Regions from separate parts of the Sus scrofa genome. Here region 1 is linked to region 2. A link is a contact called in public Hi-C data. All regions are on one chromosome and are shown on one strand. The core of a region is the stretch at or near the end of the contact, and the rest is flanking DNA. Distances in the headings are between cores, read along the strand shown. Region 1 has its middle 130 kb from the start of SPRY2. Region 2 has its middle 260 kb from the start of NDFIP2.

Region 1 (3,478 bases), core at 630-3,129, 270 kb after region 2:
TTTTACTTTTCCTTAAATGATTAGAAATCCCGAGGTGATCAGCCCAGGGTGGTTCTAAAAAGCAAAGTCTTGCCTAATGCACATCTCCAAATCAGTGTTTTTGTTAAATGTGCACCCATTCATTAGATCAATAACTTGGAATGTCCTATGTAGGAAATATAAAATCTAACAGTGTTTTAGCTATCGTGAGATGAGGGATTTGAATTTTCAATAGGGAATCAGTACAAAAACAGCATCATAAATGGCTCCCAGGCAAGAAGAAAAATTTCAAAGACAAAGGGGGGAACATGCCATATGTTAGTCTATTCCTTTTTATCAGGAGAATAGACAGTTTCTGGAAGCTCCTCTCAGAAATATCCTGGTCGTATCTCAGAGCCCCAAATGGATGTTATGGCTGCTAGAGCTACAGGAGGGTCCGAGGTGATAATGAATTTTAATTGAGTACATAATCATCCTGAACAAAAATGATTATTTTTTAAGGAAAAAGGAAAGCGTATGGGTTAGGATACAGGCTAAGGTGCTATAATATGATGCCCTTGAACTGTAGTGCTCTAATGGTATAGAATTAAGGAATATTCTAAGGGTGGAGTTATCCCTGCCATCTTCTAATGCCCCATTGCAGACCTAAGACTGCATTCTAGTTGCACCCTCTCTCAGGCATATGGAAAGTGAGAACAGCCTAGAGGAGCACACATCTAGTTATTTTAAGGGTAAACCCACAGAGAGTACCATCCATTGTGTTCCCAGATGATTGGCTAATACTTAGATGGCCATTTATAGCTGCAAGAGAGGCTGGTAATGTAGTGGTTAGCTAGGCATCCATCCATTAATAGCTGAAACTATTAATTTGAAAGAAGGAGAAGATGGGGATTGGGTAGGGCTGGGGGAGGTGCAGCAGGAAGTTTTATCCAAGACACCTCTTTCCCTTTCAGATTCACAGAGATCTCTCAGCCACCTCTAGACAAAAGTATTCAACGATCCAAAATATACTAATTGTGTTCACTCTTAGCTTATGGTTCTCCATCTTCTACAAATAAATAATGAGGAAAGAGTAGGTTTGTTCACGTCTTGTTTCAATCATTAAATGAATACTGAGCGCCAGATCCCCAGCAGGAACGAAGACGCAAAGGGAAGAACAGCACCAAAGATAAGCAGAAACAGTACGCAAGGACACGAAAGGTCAAATAAGCTCAGAGAAGGATAAGATGGTTTGACCAGCTCTCATCGTACAGGACGGCAGCAAGAGAAAAGATTGAAAGGCATGTAGAAACCAGATGTCAGGCTATTAAAGTTGGAATTTATTTCTTTAAACAATGCAAAGCTATGAAAACATTGTGAGAGAAGAACATTATCGGAAATGTGTTTTGGAAGATTACCCTGGCAGCAGGGCAAGCGTTTGCAGCTTCGTGGAGTTGAAGTTGAGCAGGGTTCACAGCATCGCAGTAGTTCATGTGGGAAGGGATGAAGGCTTCACTTGGGAGGAAGAGGGCAGGTGGGGGTGGGGGGCGCCGATGTAGCAACTCACTGGTTCTGAGGCAGCAAGGATCAGGATGGTGTCAATTGGACAAGCTATTCTCTCCGACTGGGGGTCTGGTGCTGAAATTAGCTGGGTGGTAGAAACGCAGAGAGAAGACCGTGTATGGGTTAGATTCATTTTGAACTTAAGTTTGAGGTCTCATGGGACGGCTGTACAGTAACTATGATATGTGACTAATAAAACTGAGCATTTTGTGCTCTGCAACAGTTTGTACTACAGATATTCTCATATTGTTCTGGGAAACTCTCCCAACGCAACATTTGGCTGCAGTCATTGTAAGCCCTTGAGAGTCGTTCAGGAAATTCCATGCGCTTATGACTCTACTTTGAAAGAGCACACCCAGGAAAAGACATGAGGAGTTATGATGCACTTTGTAGAGTCAGGACTATGCTATGCTAACAGGAGGCCTAAAGAAGCCTGGAGCCCTCTAGGGACTTGCTCTAGGAAACACCAGATGTGCGGCTAGATTTCAGGGCCAGTACAAATGTAACGGCTGACCTGAAACTTGCACCCAGCAATATAGGATAGAGGAACAAGCCATTAAAGAGAGAGAGAAGGAGTGGGGGGAGAAAGGAAGGAAGGAAATAAGGAAGGAAAGAGAGAAAGAGGGAGGGAGGGAAGGAGGGAGAAAGAAAGAATGGAAGGAAGGATGGATGGAGTCCCAATTGTGGCGCAGCAGAAACGAATCCAACTAGTAATTGTGAGGTTGTGGGTTCGATCCCTGGCCTTGCTCAGTGGGTTAAGGATCCAGCGTTGCCGTGGGCTGTGGTGTAGCTCACAGATGCAGCTCAGATCCCGCGTTGCGGTGGCTGTGGCATAGGCCTGCAGTTGTAGCTCTGATTCGACCCCTAGCCTGGGAACCGCCACATGCTGCGGGTGTGGCCCTAAGAAGCCAAATAAAAGGAAGGAAGGAAGGACGGAAGGGAAAAAGAAAGAAAGGAAGGAAGAAGAAGAAGAAGAGGAAGGAAGGAAGAAAAGAAAGAAAGAAGAAAGATGGGGGAGAGAGGAAGGAAGGTAGGAAGAAAGGAAGGAAGGAAAGGAGGGAGAAATCAGAAGTGAAATCAAGAAGCAACGAAAAAGCCAGCAGAGTCTCTAAGAACAGTGGGTAGTTCTGTAATAATATGGCATCAAATGTCATTAAGTTAAAGACTCACGAATCATCAATTATTCCGTCATGAGATGCTGGTCTTTTGAGACCTAGTCTCTAAAAGGCAGGGACATAAAAGCATACCTAGTGGACGATAACTCCAGGGAAATCTAATCTTCACCCTCTTGTCTTCATACACCCGATCTGTCCACATCCCCCCTCTAGGCCCTGATATATCGTCCAGCCTCCTCTTTTTTTCCTTTTCCTTTCCAAGGTAGCCGATTCTTTTCCCCTCAAATCATATGGAAGTTCCCAGGCTACACTGTAGGTGCAGCAACACCCAATCCTTAACCCACTGCGCCACAGCAGCAACTCCACTAATGCAGCCATTTCCTGACCTCTGTTTCAGCTCATCCTAGGTCTGTTTTGTCTGGTTTGCTGCATTTGGAGGACCTTGCTGGAACTGACCTCTAGTTACACTCTGAAACTGTTCTCTTGAAAAGTACTCCCAAGGCCACCTGGGGCGTGGTCCTGCCAGGCCTGGCAGTCCCCCTTGCCACTTGTGCTTCTGTGCCAGCCGAGGTGGAGGCAGCTTGTACTAGCCAGCTTGCGCTTGGATGCCTGCGCGCTTCAGTTTTTAAGGGTTGTCACCTCTATGTTTGGAAAGAATGTTGTCAGAAAGGTATTAGAGTCACATCGTATAGTTAGATTCATCACCAAGAAGTCTGCGGAGCATCTTTGCTCTATCTTTTTTTTTTGGCTTTTTAGGGCCTCACCCACAGCACCTGGAGATTCCCAGGCTAGGGTTCAATAGTTGCTGGCCTACGCCACAGCCATAGCATAGCACCGCAGGA
Region 2 (3,093 bases), core at 236-2,735:
CCTGTTTAACAATCATTCTAGTATTTTTCAAAGAGTAAGTGGTTTAGGTATAGGGCTCTTAGTTGAATCCTACAACATATAATATTTTAAATAAAATTGACCTGATTTTCAGACAAGATCAGGCATGTTCAGGGTGGTATGGCCGTAGACAAATTTGACCTGATTTTCAGAGTGTTGTTTGGAGTCTTTGTAAGTTAAACTTTTATTTTTGGTAAAAAATTTTTTTTCTAGTAGTTGTTTGGGGGATTCAGGGATGAAGGAAACCACAGCATGAAAATAAGACCATGTAGCATCCAATCAAGACAGGTTTGGACCATATTTTATGACAATTTCTAGAACCAGCCAAGAGCTTCTATAACAACTTTTTTTGAGCTGCACATTATGTGATTTCTGAAACTGTAGTAATTTCTACATATTTGTTCTTTTGTTACCCTTGCCTATTCTTTGTTGTTTATACTGTTATTTTGGAGGAAGTGGGAGCTTGTAACACTGTCTTCTACCTCGGAGTTTACCTTGCAGACTGTTGACTTGGGTAAATGGAGGTATCTGTGAGGAAGGAAGGAAAAGTACCTGATGCTTGAAGGACCCTGGCAATAAAGTAGGGGCTCCAGGAGCAAAGGAGACGCTTATCTCAAAGGCCTTTACGCACTGAGGCCTGAAAGCCATGCCTCAGTCCTGGCAACCGTTGGGTTGCAGTCAGACCAGGGCAGAGGTAAATTGTAGGTTATTTGGGGGCAATTTTTCAGAGTTGAAAATTTTCCAAACCACTCAAAGATATACTGTGTGAGCACCAAGCTGATGCCTCCTATCAGTCTTAGCCTCACTCAGATTCAGTGATATATACATATATAAAAGAATTCAGCAGTTCCCTGGTGGCCTAATGGTTAAGGACACAGCATTGTCCCTGCTGCGGCTGGGCTTACTATATGGCCCAGGTTCAATCTCTGGTCCAGGACCTTCTGCATGTTGCTGGCATGGCCAAAAACCAACCAAACAAAAAAGAATTCACTCCACCTTAGCATTAATTGACTTAAAAAGTGTAACTTTACTCACACATAAAAATCTCCCCCATCCCAAATGACCCACTTTGAAAAGGAGAGAATTAGTATCCATGCTAGACACAGCTCCTCTCATTTTAATCCTTACTGTCATCTGTCATGATCAGTATTTTATCCCCATTTTCTAGGTGATGGTATGAGAGGCAGAGACCAGCTTGGCTGTTTTCCTAAGGTGACACAGGTAGTACGCAAGTCCTTTGAACTCAAGCGACATATAGACCTTTCAATTAAATTTTCCTTCTCTTCCACCCCGTTGTCTGGAGAACATCTAAAATTGCATTAAATACTACAAAGAAGTGGACTTCATTCTGAGATGTTAGATTTCAGAGAGGCCTTTTCAAAATGTTCCAAAGATGCCAGTTCCTGTGAGAAACTGTGTGACAATTAAGACCTTCACCTTCGGGTGGCAGCTGAGGAATGTATTAGAAACAGGACCCAAAGTGGTGTTACGTCACTTCTATAAAAAACACAGGAAGGAGAGGAGGAAAGAGTGGGCAGTGAGAGAAACCAAAAAAAAACCTGAGTTGCTCTGGGTTCGCAGGCACATTGGGATCTGAAGAATGTGAGGTCTGCGTGGGATATCAAAGCACTGTGCTCATAGGCTCCTAATTGGTCTTCCTTCTGCCCTGTGCGCCCTGCAGTCTATTTCTGGCCGCTGCCTTCCTTGTTCTGTTAAGTCAATTATGTCATTTCTCATGCAGACTCTGCAACAGCTTCGCCCTCTAAATTGGAGTAAAAGACAAAATCCTCCTTGCCACCCTCTTCCCATTTCTTTTTTCTTTTCTTTCTTTTCTTTTTTCTTTTTCCTTTGGTTTTTAGGGCCACACCTGTGGCATATGGAAGTTGCCAGGCTAGGGGTCCAATCAGAGCTACAGCTGCCAGCCTACACCACAGCCACAGCAATTCAAGATCCCAGCCGCATCTGCAACCTACTTGACACCATAGCTCATGGCAATGCTGGATTCCTGACCTACTGAGTGAGGCCAGGGATCGAACCCACATCCTCATGGATCCTAGTTGGATTTGTTTCTGCTGCGCCACAATGGGAGCTCCTCCCCTCCTGTTTCTTTCACTGCATTTCTTCTCCCACTCCTCACCCCAGTGCTCAGGGTACTCCAGCCACACTCACCTCACTACTCCTGAGAAGTACCAGGCACACTTCCCCCTCACTGCCAGTGCATGTGCTCTTCCCTCTACCTGGAAAACTCTCCCCCCCAACCCCATGGACCCCCCCCATTCCTCAGAGTCCATGCTTTCATCCCTTTTATGTCTCCTTCTGTGGCCACGCAATGTAAAATGTCCCCTACAGTCAACCTTCATCTCCTCCTTACCTTTTTTTCTTTTATTTCTTCCTCCCTCCCTTCCTCCTTTCCTTCCTTCCTTCCTCCCTCTCTTCCTTCCCTCCCTCCTTCCCTCCTTCCCTCCTTACTTCCTTTCATGGCCACACCCATGGCATATAGAAGTTCCCTGGCCAGGGATTGCATCTGAGCTGCAGCTACAACCTATACCACAGCTGAGGCCACGTGGGATCCTTTAACCCACTGAGCCAGGCTGGGGATTGAACGTCTGTCCTCCGCAGTGACTTGAGCCACTGCAGACGGATTCTTAACCCACTGTGCCACAGCAGGAACTCCCCCCTTCTTTACGTTTATTCACTTCTTAGTGGCCTTATCATGACAAACAATATATTTTACTTTCCTTTTTAATTTGTTCCCTGTCTTCCCCTGTAGAAATCTAGCTTTTTGAGAATTGAGTTTTTGTTGGTACCGCTGCCTGCTGTATCCTTGGCTTCTGGAGTAGGACCTGGCACAAAGTAAATGCCTAAAAAAAGTTTGTTAATTATTAAAATGGTAGTTGCCTAATATGTGGTAGATTGGTTGCAAAAGTGGCCCCAAGTAATGACCTCCCTATATCTATGCCCTTTGCATCTTTGTGTCACACAAAGATTTGGGATTTGGGGTTTACTTCTCAACCCTTTGAATTTCAGCTGTATTTGCTTTGGCCAATAGATTGAGATATATATGACATTGGCCCA

Evidence for each region. A called contact is a pair of places that touch in the nucleus more often than the background predicts.
Region 1: a Hi-C map of embryonic fibroblasts shows a contact between it and region 2, with 2.5 times the contacts expected there. The contact joins two enhancer-like sites. A contact is called at or near these places in 3 of 47 Hi-C or Micro-C datasets (embryonic fibroblasts and heart right ventricle).

Annotation. Positions count from the first base shown.
Region 1 is chr11:52,024,277-52,027,754 of Sscrofa11.1, forward strand. No RefSeq gene overlaps it. Among named protein-coding and RNA genes, the nearest start is that of SPRY2, 130 kb to the right of the region's middle. Within about 2 kb of position 1,880, at least 11 of the 83 cell types and tissues checked have an H3K27ac peak or open chromatin away from gene starts, as enhancers often do. A contact at or near this core is called in embryonic fibroblasts, where this site is marked.
Region 2 is chr11:51,749,851-51,752,943 of Sscrofa11.1, forward strand. No RefSeq gene overlaps it. Among named protein-coding and RNA genes, the nearest start is that of NDFIP2, 260 kb to the left of the region's middle. Within about 2 kb of position 1,486, at least 10 of the 83 cell types and tissues checked have an H3K27ac peak or open chromatin away from gene starts, as enhancers often do. A contact at or near this core is called in embryonic fibroblasts, where this site is marked.